Linked DNA regions of Zea mays: regions 2 and 3 are each linked to region 1. A link is a contact called in public Hi-C data. All regions are on one chromosome and are shown on one strand. The core of a region is the stretch at or near the end of the contact, and the rest is flanking DNA. Distances in the headings are between cores, read along the strand shown. Region 1 holds the start of LOC100281566 (RING finger protein 13). Region 2 holds the start of LOC103640594 (CASP-like protein 1B1). Region 3 holds the start of LOC100501766 (putative DEAD-box ATP-dependent RNA helicase family protein).

Region 1 (3,903 bases), core at 689-3,188:
CAGAGCCGAAGGTGTTGAGCAGGAAAGCTTCGGCGTAACAGCAAAGAGTGGAACCGACTTAAAGATGAAAAGGCTATTCAGACCTCGATAGATTACTATAGAGTTATTATCAAATGTAAAGGGCATGAATGTAATTTTGTAAGGGCTGTGTCCCGTGTCTATAAATAGGTGAACAGTATCCCCGTACTGTTCACGCTGACTTGGCATTCGCTTTTTGCGTCACGCTTGTACTATCATTTCCTTCCGATTGAAGGTACACTTATAGTTCAATAATATTTTTGTTTATGTTCAATAATAATAAATGATTGTTCATATGTTCTTCTACATTCTTTATATTTTATCCTTCGTCATTGTTTGATGAATTTATGAAGGTATGTCCTTCATAACCTTCGTCCACAAGTCATTATATCCTAAGGGAAATAATGCCTCGGAGGACGAAGGGCGTTAACGATTAACATTTTCTATGTTGCCTTGTTCTTAACTCTTAGCACTTGAGAACAAGTCCCCAACAATGCTTTTGGACTAAGTTTATACCGAGTATTTTATACTCACGGGTTAACGGATATGTGTGAGGGTGAAACGTTCTAATACTCGTTTACCCATTGGGTGAAGGGGTTTGTCTAATAAAAGACCTGTGGGTAGAACATTTAATTTATACATATCCTAATAGAGTAAATTTCTACCGGGTATCAGATCAAGGGTACTGATTGTCATATCTAATCTGTATGTGTTTCCTTCAGTACCTGCAAGCATTTGGAATTAATTTGATTAGATTAGATATAGAGGAGCTAAATTTTCCTCGAAGGCTCGAAGCAACCTCGCCTGGTGAGCTGGTGGCTGGTCGGCATACAGCCAGAGCCAGCGTTGCAAGAGTGGCAGGTAGTTATGGTTATTCAAAAGACTAATTTGCCCTCCCGACGCTAGTTGAGATCACCTGCCTTTTAACGCCTCCATAATCATATCCAATTAATATGTTACATATCAAATAATATTTTCCATTGAATCTAGCGTCGATTTTAATGGTGCGTTAAAGACGTGTTTGTCATGACTTCATAGCAAAATTTCAAGGAGAAGCTTATCAGAGTATACTACACACCCTAACTCCAGAGTTACTCCATAGAGTTTTTAAAGCTGCAATGCACATTTTTGAAGAATCTCTTTTGTTGCTTCAAAATCTCTAAATAACAAATTAGACATGGAGTTTGGAGTCATTGAAGTATCACTGGTTATAAGTAAGCAATCTAAACTCCAGAGCAGAGCTACTCCACCTAGAGTTTTAGAGTAGAGCTGCTCTGAATTGGAGCAAAGTCGTGCCAAAAAACGGCTTCGGTCTTAGTTTCAATTGTTTGATGAATTTAGTAGATGCTATAAGTATGAATGTAATTTGTTGGATGATTTTTTTTAAAAAAAGGTGAATTATACAACCACCACCGTATTCTATGCGTCATTTTAGCGGCCAAACATAGGCTCTCTTCCAAGCAAAGCAATCCCTCTTCCTCATCTGATTTGGTGCGTGGAGTGTGGTGGTTGGTTGGTCGGACGTAAAACCAGAGAGCCAGCGTTGCAAGAGTGGCATGTAGTTATGATTATGGCCCGATTAATTTGACTCGATATATTCGAAAAAATTCGGTTCAACCCAATCCCACTAATGCAACGGTGAATATAAGTTATAATTTTTAACCCGCAATAATTTACGAGCCGGATACTGACCATGATTTTTTACTAAAAGATCCGATTTAAAAAAACCCAACCTAAAACAAAAAGAAAATCTGACCCACACATCAAACAAAAAGGTACGAACCGATCCGATCCAATGAGCAGTGATAAATGACCCATGATCCGATCTTAACTCGATCCGAATCCGACCAGTCTCAAGGGTTGAAACATGTCTAGTTATGATTGGTCAAAAGACCAATTTGCCCTCCCTACTCTATCCAATTTGCCCTCCCGAGTCCTGACTCTATCCGTGTCTAGTGTCTTCCGTCTCGATCCCGCGGGTGGGACTCGCCGGCGACAAAAACGAAAAGCGACTTGCCCTCCGCGGCCTCCGGCCTTCCCACTCCACTCGCCCTCCTCTCCTAGCGTCGGTGAGCCGGTGCGCTGCAGTCCCCGCTCCCCTTCCGCGTCGCCGCGATGGAGGTCTTCCGGGAGCACGGGGACGACGGAGTGCCCTAGGATTCCATCACGCCGCCAAGCATCAGTCCCGCAGCCAGGGATTTCTTCTCCGACCCCGACCTTCATGTGAGTCGCGGCCTTCCTCCTCGAAGCGGATCCGGCGGATTGGAGGGGCCAACCATAGCAGGTGCTCCTCTCGCAACCAACTCAGGTGTGACCGTGTGAGTGTGACTGTGTGAGTGTGAGTGGAACTGGTCCAACCGTCGAAGGCCTCTGGTCTCCGGCAACGCACCAGTGGTGGCACTCCATGCCCAGCTGATGCGGCTGCTGGTCTGGGGAAAGTGGACGTACCTTTTCGGTTTTCGCCATGTAGCTTCTGTGAGTAGTGCCATATTCTGAATAATATGCAGAGCTAATTATGCACCCCTCCATATTATTGCACTGCAACAAAGCTGAACGAGAAGGGGAAAAACGTAGCTTGATTAGGAACTAGCTTCTTTTTATTGCCGTTTAGGATCTGGTAACTTGCAATACCTTGTAGTCTAACATTAGGCCATTAGCTATATTGGATTGTCTTAGTGATGATGCTGTGTGCGGGTCTGTTAAGGTAGGTCACCATGGAAAACTGAAACCAAACACCAGTAATGGTTCCTTTTTTACGTGGTCTATTTGCCACTCGAATCTCCAAGAATATCCCGATGTTTGGACTGGGAAAAAAAATCTCGTTATTAAGCAGCACTGCGCTAGGTGCGACACATAGGGAGGATAAAAGCTGGATAGTTTGGAGTTAGTATAAATAAGTGGCACATAGGGAGGGAGATTCAGATTTATGGACCCAAGCGCTTAGCTTTTGGTTCTAGCTGTGATTGAGAGGTTCTGCATCTCTGGAGCATCAGGTTCTAGATGCCTAGCTTTATGCAATGGCCACGCTTCCTTAGTCGAGTCTGAATCTCCTTCCCCCCGTCCACTTCTTCTTTACACCGACTCGAAACCTTCCAGCTTTATCTTCTGGGTTCGGACTGTCATTATCTAGCATTGTGTGCTGAAAGCCATGATTATTGTCGAGTTCTAACATTGGGAGACTGTTGCAGATTCGAAATTTTCTAGCTCAGCACCATAAAAGGGCAGACCCAGTGTCGGAGGATCTCACATGAGTGGATTCTGGGTAAGGGATAAACCAAGGGAAAGTCTTTCCCCCACAAATGCGGAGAGGCTGTTTTGAACCCGTGACCTGGTGAGTGGTGACCCAGTGAGACAACTGTTACCACTACACCAGGCAGCTCAGCACCATACCATGTCAATTTCTTATTTCGTCAATAGTTCAATTTCTTAGGGAAGGCCATCGAGTGGAGTTGTATTTACTGTGTTTCACTGTTACACACTTTTGGAAGATCGACTCTTGCCTTGCCAGTTGTGGAAATGAAAACATAATTTATGGGAATAGTTTTGTTCCTTCTACTAAATCAAAAATATTAATATCTCCAACTTCTACTCAAAATTCCTTCAGGAATGAACCTGATTTGTTGCTTTGTGACCCACAGGTACTTCTTGCGGGTGTAAGCATTTCGCTGCACTTGGAGACGCTTATTTGGAGTATTTGAAGTATGAGTTGGCTCTCTGTCCTGTCAGTTATGTGCCTGTGCTTCATAAAAAAGAGCTACATTTTCTTCTACTAGGGCTTTGGAGACTGCCCAGATGAAGAGTAGATTTCTTGTTCTCTGTGCCATTGTCTGCGTCATGGCTCAGATGGGAGATGCCAATGTCGTGCTATTGGGGAATAATCTGACC
Region 2 (3,903 bases), core at 608-3,107, 310 kb before region 1:
GGCGTACACGATACACAAGATTAGAGCTAGCTACGACAAACATGCCAACTGTGATCAAGTGTTTCCAAAAAAAAGTACACGGAGATCAGGGGGGGAAAATCAGCCGACAGCGCAAAACAGGGAACAAAAAAATAATCAGACAAAAACATGGCGTCGCCCGGGTTCGAACCGGAGACCTTCAGTGTGTTAGACTGACGTGATAACCAACTACACCACGACACCTCTTGCTTCTGAACGGATAAGAAAATTGTTGTGTTTGACTTTATATTCAGATGCAGAGGTATGAGATGGTTTATTATGTTTTTTTTGTAAGAACCAAGAAACCCATTTCAAACTCACATGTTGAAGAAATGCAAATAATTCTACATCAAACGTGCACCGGCAGAACTCCAGTGTACAGAGCTGTCTGGGACGGCACCGGCAAGTCGGCACGTGCCACTCACTGCCCCGCGGAGCTAGCACCCGGCACCGGACGCGGCTGAGAGCAGGTTGAGCGCCAGCATGAGCGCGACGCCGACGAACGACGACGCCAGCGCGGCGCCGCCGCGGCGGCAGAAGGAGCCGAACCTGTCGCACATCGGGTTCCACCGCGCCCGCGCGTTGCCGTTCCTTCCTAGCTCGGCCATTGACGCCGCCGCCGCGGCGCCGGTCGCCAGCAGCGCCATGACCACCTGCGGACCAGAGCAACGACAAGGAGATGACGACGGTACGGTAGTGCCGTGTGTGTGTATCCGTATGAATCGACTGGTGATGGCTTGGCATCTGTCATCACTCATCAGGCGACCTACGGTGCAGGCCTATGCGCGCGACTCGCGAGCACTACAGCAGGCTACACCGCTACAGCAACAAAGGTTTCAGTCAGGCGACTAGCTTCTTTGGACAGTGGCAATGGCAAGTCATCTCTAGGAAGCAAGGATAATGCACACATGCACTGATAGATGCACGAAGCGCCTTGTTGAATTCAGAGAAAAAACAATCATCACCATGTCAAGCATGCGCACGACCAAGCTCGCCGTAGTCCTCCGCCGCCGGACGAGCAGCACCAGGAGGTTGTACGCGGCAGCGATGGCGTTGGCTATGACGAAGTACCTGCACACAGACCAGACGAACAAAGGCATGAGCTAGCAGCAGGGGCAGTAGTACGCGACCGACGAAACTAATAACTAGACGCCGACAATAGTTCGGCAGGACGAAGGAACATGCACGAGCACGGCGCGTCAAAGCCGCCGCCCGATCGAACAGTAGAAGCCTATATTACGTACACGAACGCCGGCGTGTCGCTGAACCTGGCGGTGAAGGTCTGCGTGAGCGGGCGGGTGCCGACGATGGCGACCACCGCGGTGTAGGACTGGGCGTCGAGCGCCATCACCGCGGCGGCGGCGGCCGCGGCCAGGGCCGCCGCCGCGCGCAGCAGCACCGGCTGCAGCGCCACGAGGCTGTCCCTGAGCGGCGGCCGCTTCTTACCGCTGCAGGCCGACGTCGTCGTCGTCGTAGTGGTCGTAGCAGCGGTCCGTGGAGCGGGCGGCGGCGGCTTCTTGTCGCCGCGCTCCAGGTCCATGGTGGCCAAGAAACGTAGAACGGACGAGCAGTCAGTTGCTGCTGCAGGACGCGTGTGGGATTCGACGAACCAACAACAGGAACGAATTATATGTCGAGAAAAAAGAAAGTGGCGGGTAGTCGGTTTCCGCAAGTTTGGGTGACTTGTGCGATCGATCGACGCTCGAGTGGAAGAGCGTTGGTTTGTTCATCCAGGTGATTAGTCAAAAGGGCTTCGGATAAGCCTGTGGTACGTCTGACGGTCCGAGAAGAAACGTATGTCTCTGGTGCTGTTTCTTGAGGTTTTTGCAAAGTGGTTTTGGCAGAGGAGTGGAATAGAGACTGAAAGTATTTAGCGCGCACAGGGCAAAGGGACATGATTGAGTGGTATTCATCGGCAGATGCACCTACCAAGGAAAATGGGTACTGGCAAACGTTAACTGAGGTTTAAGAGAACACAAAGACATCAACGGGGTGGTGGCGCAGTTGGCTAGCGCGTAGGTCTCATAGCTAACTTTGAGTGATCCTGAGGTCGAGAGTTCGAGCCTCTCTCACCCCAATGTTTTTGTTTTTTTTGGACAACGTATGCCAGCAACGTTTTCATGCAAAAGCGGCATGAAAACAGAGAAAAATACAGGTCGGACATGGACAGCGTGATCTTTAAAAATTTTTGTCCAAAAGAACGTGGACACAACTCGGCATTTATCAGTCTTAAACAGCAAATGGGGACAATTGCTCTCTAAATTCTCAACAACATACATACACACAGACAGAAAAAGGCACACACTGTATTCCAACTTTTCAAGAGCCATTTGCAATGTTTTTTTTTTGTCCTCTATTCACTGATACCAAGGGCTTGGGATTTGATCACACAGTGGAAGTCAGGCAGAGGCCATATTATATACTACAAAAGAATCAAGGGTAACAAGCTACATTTTTTCCTGAGCATCCACCACACCTGCACCTCCGTTTGTTTTCGCCCCGAGCGGCGTTCGCCACGGCGCGCTATGCCGCTACGCTCTTCAGTGAGGGATTCCTTCCTCCGAGCAGCAGCCAATCGTCGTCAAACAGCAGTCTGACACAGGGGCGGACTCACCACCCAGACACCTGGCCTGGGGGCTGGCTCGTCGGCTGCAATGGACGGCTGCAATGGACAAGAGCAGGTAAGTATTGTACGCAGAAGCAAACAGCACAGGGCGCAAGCACTGACGTGGAGGATCACAGCATAATAATCGTCTAGACTTGAAGTTGCATGACATTTTTTTAGTTTTTCCCCTGTTGTGTGAAACTCTTTAGAGATGTCAACTCATTAGCTTTTTTGAACAACGGCATTTGCAGTTGCTGGCAAATCCTAATTACTCTGACCATTTCTGGTTGTGCACTGAAATGTGTTTGTTTTTTAGTATATTTTTGTTGCTATAAATTCTTCATTCATTCTGTATTTTTGTTCGTGTGAGTCTATAGTGACTAAATTATGTATTTGTTCGTGTGAGTAAAGAGTGTCTGTTGTCCGCCGACTTGTAGGCGGTTTTCTCGAAATGCAATACCTGAGGCTGTCTTTCCATCGCCAGGTTTAGGTTTTAAATTTTTTGAACTAGTACTTCCTTATCATCCTGTTGCTTATTATGCTGTGGTCAATATAGTTTCGACTGTAGCATCGAAACACTCTGTTGGTGTTTTGTCACCAAAAAAATGTCAAGCTAAGCTATGTTCATTTTTCAAAACCCAACTCTGCGTATCTAAGATATGGGAAATGACTAAATGAGATGATAAACAAGTGGGCCACATAAGATTGCAGTTGGCCCTGGCTAAATAAGTGTTGCACAGATTGGAGATAGCTCGAGACGATAGAATGTTAACGTCTGCTGAATCTTGGTTGAAGAACAGACTCAAGAAGAACTTGTTGTTGCTGTCCTCTTTGAAGCGCACTATGACTCGGATAAGGTTAAGGATTTTGTGGCTCAAAGATGGTGACGTCAATACAAAATTTTTCCATTTACATGTCAGGCACTGTAAGAGGAAAAAATTTGTGGCTACTCTGGTAGATGGGGATGTGATTCTTACCACCATGAAGACAAGGCAGCGACATTAGATGATTTTTTCTCCAATTTAATAAGGAACAATAAGGACATAGATCAAACAGTTGATTTAGAGGCGCTTGGTCTTTCTCATCATAGCCTGGCTGACCTCGATGTCCCTTGTTCTGAGCGCGAAGTGTGGGAAACTATTAAGCTTCTACCCTCAGATAAAGCTCCGAGGCCAGACGGTTTCACTGACGCTTCTATAAAGTCTGTTGAACCATAATCAAATTTGATATCATGGTTGCAGTTTCGGTCATTTGGAGTAGAAAGTTTGGTAATTTTGGAA
Region 3 (3,903 bases), core at 1,018-3,517, 270 kb before region 1:
AAATCCTGCCAGTGTTCTCTCTCTTTGGGATTGAGAGATATCCCCATGAAGAGCCTCACACTGGAAACTTCGACTCATATTGTGTGACAATCTATCTGCATCCCTTTTTGTTTGTGTAAAAACAATGCACTTACCACCTTTGGCATGTTCCTGCATGAACAAATAAATTGCTAACATGCTCCAACAAATTAGAAGAAAAACACTAGCTTTCACTGGAAAATAATTAGGTTTTAATGGGACAAATATAATAAAACCTAATCTATATTGACCTTAATCAATTCCCCAAGGACAGCTGGTTTTTCACGGTTCTCCGAAGAGACAGCGAGAAGACTAATTCCTTCAGCAAGCTTCTGGTCATCCTCACCAACCTAGAAAGAAACGGTAAATCAATTCCATGTAATAGCAAATAATTTCAGAATTTCTTAATAGAGAGCATACGGGAGCAATCTTCCTATAATAAAACTGTCCAACAGAAAACTATGTGCAACAATAAAATGACATCTAGCAAAGGCAAAGTTAAACAAAGCACAATAAATTGACAAACTAAAGCCACCTTAAATCGGTCATTTTCAGGTCAACAAATATCATTTACACTACATGGATTCAGTAATGATGCTTGCAGGTTTCGCTACAGTCACCACAAACACCGCTAGACCAATTTTCCAAATCCGTTTGAACAATGATGACGGCTATCACTGCATTGGACTCATCATGATTTTCCTATCACATGCTAAATTTTGTATTCAAATTAAACGCTCCCCAAGTAATCTTTGGAATGAACCTATCCATATAACTTCTCCGCAACAAAATCCTCTGACTAGTGTACTTAATGGTTGGGGAAATTTTTGAAAGGCAGCATGCACTCATAGTATTTTAGACCAGATTGTAACAAAATATTTTACTAGATCAACTTCATACATTCTCGAGCATAGTTCAGACAGATTTAGCAGATGAAAAAAAATTCAACATGAGCATAAATCAATCAAACATAGTTAAATTGGCCAATTTTGTCCCCAATTTAACAAAGCAATAAGATCATACAAAAATATGCAATATAAACAAGTCCATCGTAATTCAAGTTGAGAAGTCAAGCAATAAATGTGCATAAACAACAGTAACACTAGAAGTTGCACTCACAAGGTCAACTGTGACAGGATTGTTGAGGTACTTCTGTGTGAGCTTCCGTATCCATGTTGGCATTGTTGCAGAGAACATCAATGTCTGACGTTGCGGAGGCACCCTCTCCAAAATTGTCTCAACATCTAGATCAAACCCAACAGACAACATCTGGTCTGCTTCATCAAGAACAACAAAACGGATCTCTGCCAAACTAAGAGAACCTCTTTTTAGCAGATCAATCACACGTCCAGGTGTCCCAATGACCACATCAACGCCATAATTAAGTTTCCTTATTTGCTGCATAATTGGAGTCCCACCATATACACATAGTGTTTCCAAAGGGGAGGAATCAAGGAACTCCCTCTCAACCTGTTTTGCAAGTTCTCTTGTTGGCGCCAAAACAATAGCCAAGGGAAACTTACCAGGCCTGTGGATCAACAAAAATTAAATGCAAGATGAGAATGGACCAAAAAGAACAAATGGAAAATGCCTTATGTGTGTACACTGTTAAGAGGAACCAAGCTTACTTGTACTTCTCGTTGTGGCGGATAATTGCATCCATTATGGGGATTCCAAATGCCAAAGTTTTACCAGTCCCAGTTTTGGCACGGCCAACCATGTCCCTTCCTTGCATTGCTGGCTCAAGGACAGCTCTCTGTGTAGGTAAAGAAACAAAAGGCAAAGGTTACAATCAAATCAGTACCGATCTAAAAAGGAACATCTTTCACCTCATACATATGGGACCCAATTCTAGTATTTCATCGAATCCTCATGCCAAGGTAGTCATACAAACTGACTGGAACGTAGCTATTTGCCGCAATAAATAAACAGTCAAACTACGACCAATGTGAACTTTATAGTTTATAAACAAGCAACACTGCACTTTTCCCATGTTATTATGATTATATATGGGCAGCTTGATCTCTGGTAGCTTCAGACAGGATTGATGAAGGTAAAAAGATTCCAGCGCTTCTCGTTACCTGGATGGGGAACAGCTTGGTGATGCCCTTGCTGGCGAGCCTTTCGACGATCTTGGACGAGATCCCAAGCTTGGCAATCTCGAGCCCCTCCGCCGCTGCGCCGCCGCCGGCCGCCGCCCTCTTGTCCTCCTCGTAGAACGACCCGTTGTCCGCCGCGAACTCCGCGCGCGCGGCCGCCCCTGCGGCCCCCGTCTCCCGGAACCCCAGCCACGCGGGAGAAGAGTGGAACCATGCGGCCGCAGGGAGCGGGGCCCGCCGGGCCACCGCATCCAGCGCCGCCGGCTGCTGCTGGAGCAGCGCGGTCGCGAGCGCGGACACGGCGCGCCGCCGAAGGGGCGCCGCGCGGCGGAGGACGGCGTACATGGCTGTACCGCTTCCGCGTCGGCGGCGGCGGCGGCGCTGGGTTTAGGGTTTTGGGACGGGAGTGTGGGAAGGGGGGAGCACGAAGCGAGGCAACAAGAAGGGGGGATGAGTTAAATGGCGCAGGGGTCGGAGATATTTCTATGCTCGGCATGTGCGGAGTATCCTACTCTGGTCCCTGGGACACTTACACGTGGGGTCAAGAATCCACCTGGATATTGTGGCCATTATGTCAGTGATTAATGTGTGATAGCCAGTAAATCACCTGCGTGTGGGAATAGCAGAGACTAGCATGTGGGGAAGGGTGGAGTGGGGTCTGTCAGTCTGTGTGTCAGTTAGGTGCGGCCGGCATGTAGCGATTGCTGTGGGGAGAGGTATTGCTTTGCTTGGAGGAAAAGTAATGGCGGCTGCGTTACGGACGTACGGCGATGGGCATCGTAGATTTGTTTTTGGAAAGTGAGCAGCGATTGTGCGATAATGAGTCTCCACAGAAATTTCAGCCCGTTTGGGTTGGCCCTTTAAGCGTGTGTGAATGGACCCGAGAGATCTATTAGGCCATTTTCATGTCACCACAGAAATTGTGGGTTGGCCCTTTTGTGTGTGTGCATGGCCCCTGTGACCTATTGGGCTCTTTTCTATCAGCACAGGAATGGGACTGCTGCTCTCAACGTTTCGCACATGGACATGGTTGTCGTTCCTCGACGACTGAAGATCTCAACAGCATGTGCCTCAGATGCAACTTAAAGAACATGCATTTCCTCTCGCAAAATAAATGCATATCTCAATTTATAAAAATGTAAGTTTTTAAAAGTCTGACAAAAAATATAAAGGATAGTGATAACATCTATATCTACTAGGTATGTACCCGTGCGATGCTACGGAACATAAATTAACGAGCCTCTAACGCTCAGTGCCCTTTCAACGGACGGCATGATTACAATGGTGACGACAAAATCTGTGATTAAACATAGATACAGAACGATATAAATACGTAATATTATTATAAATACGTCAACCTAAATATATTGAACTGATGTCGAACAAACATTATAAATATGGAACTGATGATTAACAGTTGTTCGTACTCCCTTGGTCCCAAATTAAAATTCTGGTATACATGATTCTTTCAAGTGTTGAATATATATTCTTGGTATACATGATTCTCTCAGCCATGATTACAGTTACTTCCCCTTTTGCTTGGACTTCGAATAAGCATATAGCCTAGTGACCTCGGTGATAGCACTGCAGGTCTATACCAAGCAAAAATAACATGTCAACTATGGCCTACACATCCTCTTTTACATGCATGGAAATGATACGAGCAATGCGGGCTTCACGGGCCTTTTCTCAACATATATATATGCAAAAAAGAACTGCTTGTCATTATTGTCTGAAAACGTTGTCCTTCGACTTCAACGTCTCCTGATCGTACTGTCTGTCTAAG

The links. Hi-C and Micro-C count contacts between places; a contact is called where the count stands out from the background.
Region 2: a Hi-C map of leaf shows a contact between it and region 1, with 2.5 times the contacts expected there. The contact joins the promoter of LOC103640594 here to the promoter of LOC100281566 in region 1. A contact is called at or near these places in 3 of 25 Hi-C or Micro-C datasets (bundle sheath, ear and leaf).
Region 3: a Hi-C map of leaf shows a contact between it and region 1, with 6 times the contacts expected there. The contact joins the promoter of LOC100501766 here to the promoter of LOC100281566 in region 1. A contact is called at or near these places in 8 of 25 Hi-C or Micro-C datasets (bundle sheath, ear, endosperm and 3 more) and 2 of 3 datasets of contacts at active chromatin or transcription factors (leaf and seedling).

Annotation. Positions count from the first base shown.
Region 1 is chr1:177,280,088-177,283,990 of Zm-B73-REFERENCE-NAM-5.0, forward strand. It overlaps LOC100281566 (RING finger protein 13), which reads left to right and starts at 1,939. Exons shown (of 5, transcript NM_001411824.1): 1 at 1,939-2,302; 2 at 3,792-3,903.
Region 2 is chr1:176,966,350-176,970,252 of Zm-B73-REFERENCE-NAM-5.0, forward strand. It overlaps LOC103640594 (CASP-like protein 1B1), which reads right to left and starts at 1,858. Exons shown (of 3, transcript XM_008663799.2): 1 at 1,287-1,858; 2 at 984-1,089; 3 at 39-671. The coding sequence starts at 1,558. The coding sequence ends at 456. It overlaps TRNAM-CAU (transfer RNA methionine (anticodon CAU)), which reads left to right and starts at 2,008; the gene lies at 2,008-2,095. TRNAV-AAC (transfer RNA valine (anticodon AAC)) reads right to left here and starts at 222; the gene lies at 149-222.
Region 3 is chr1:177,006,483-177,010,385 of Zm-B73-REFERENCE-NAM-5.0, forward strand. It overlaps LOC100501766 (putative DEAD-box ATP-dependent RNA helicase family protein), which reads right to left and starts at 2,268. Exons shown (of 7, transcript NM_001196428.1): 1 at 2,100-2,268; 2 at 1,647-1,774; 3 at 1,138-1,546; 4 at 270-368; 5 at 1-150. The coding sequence starts at 1,753.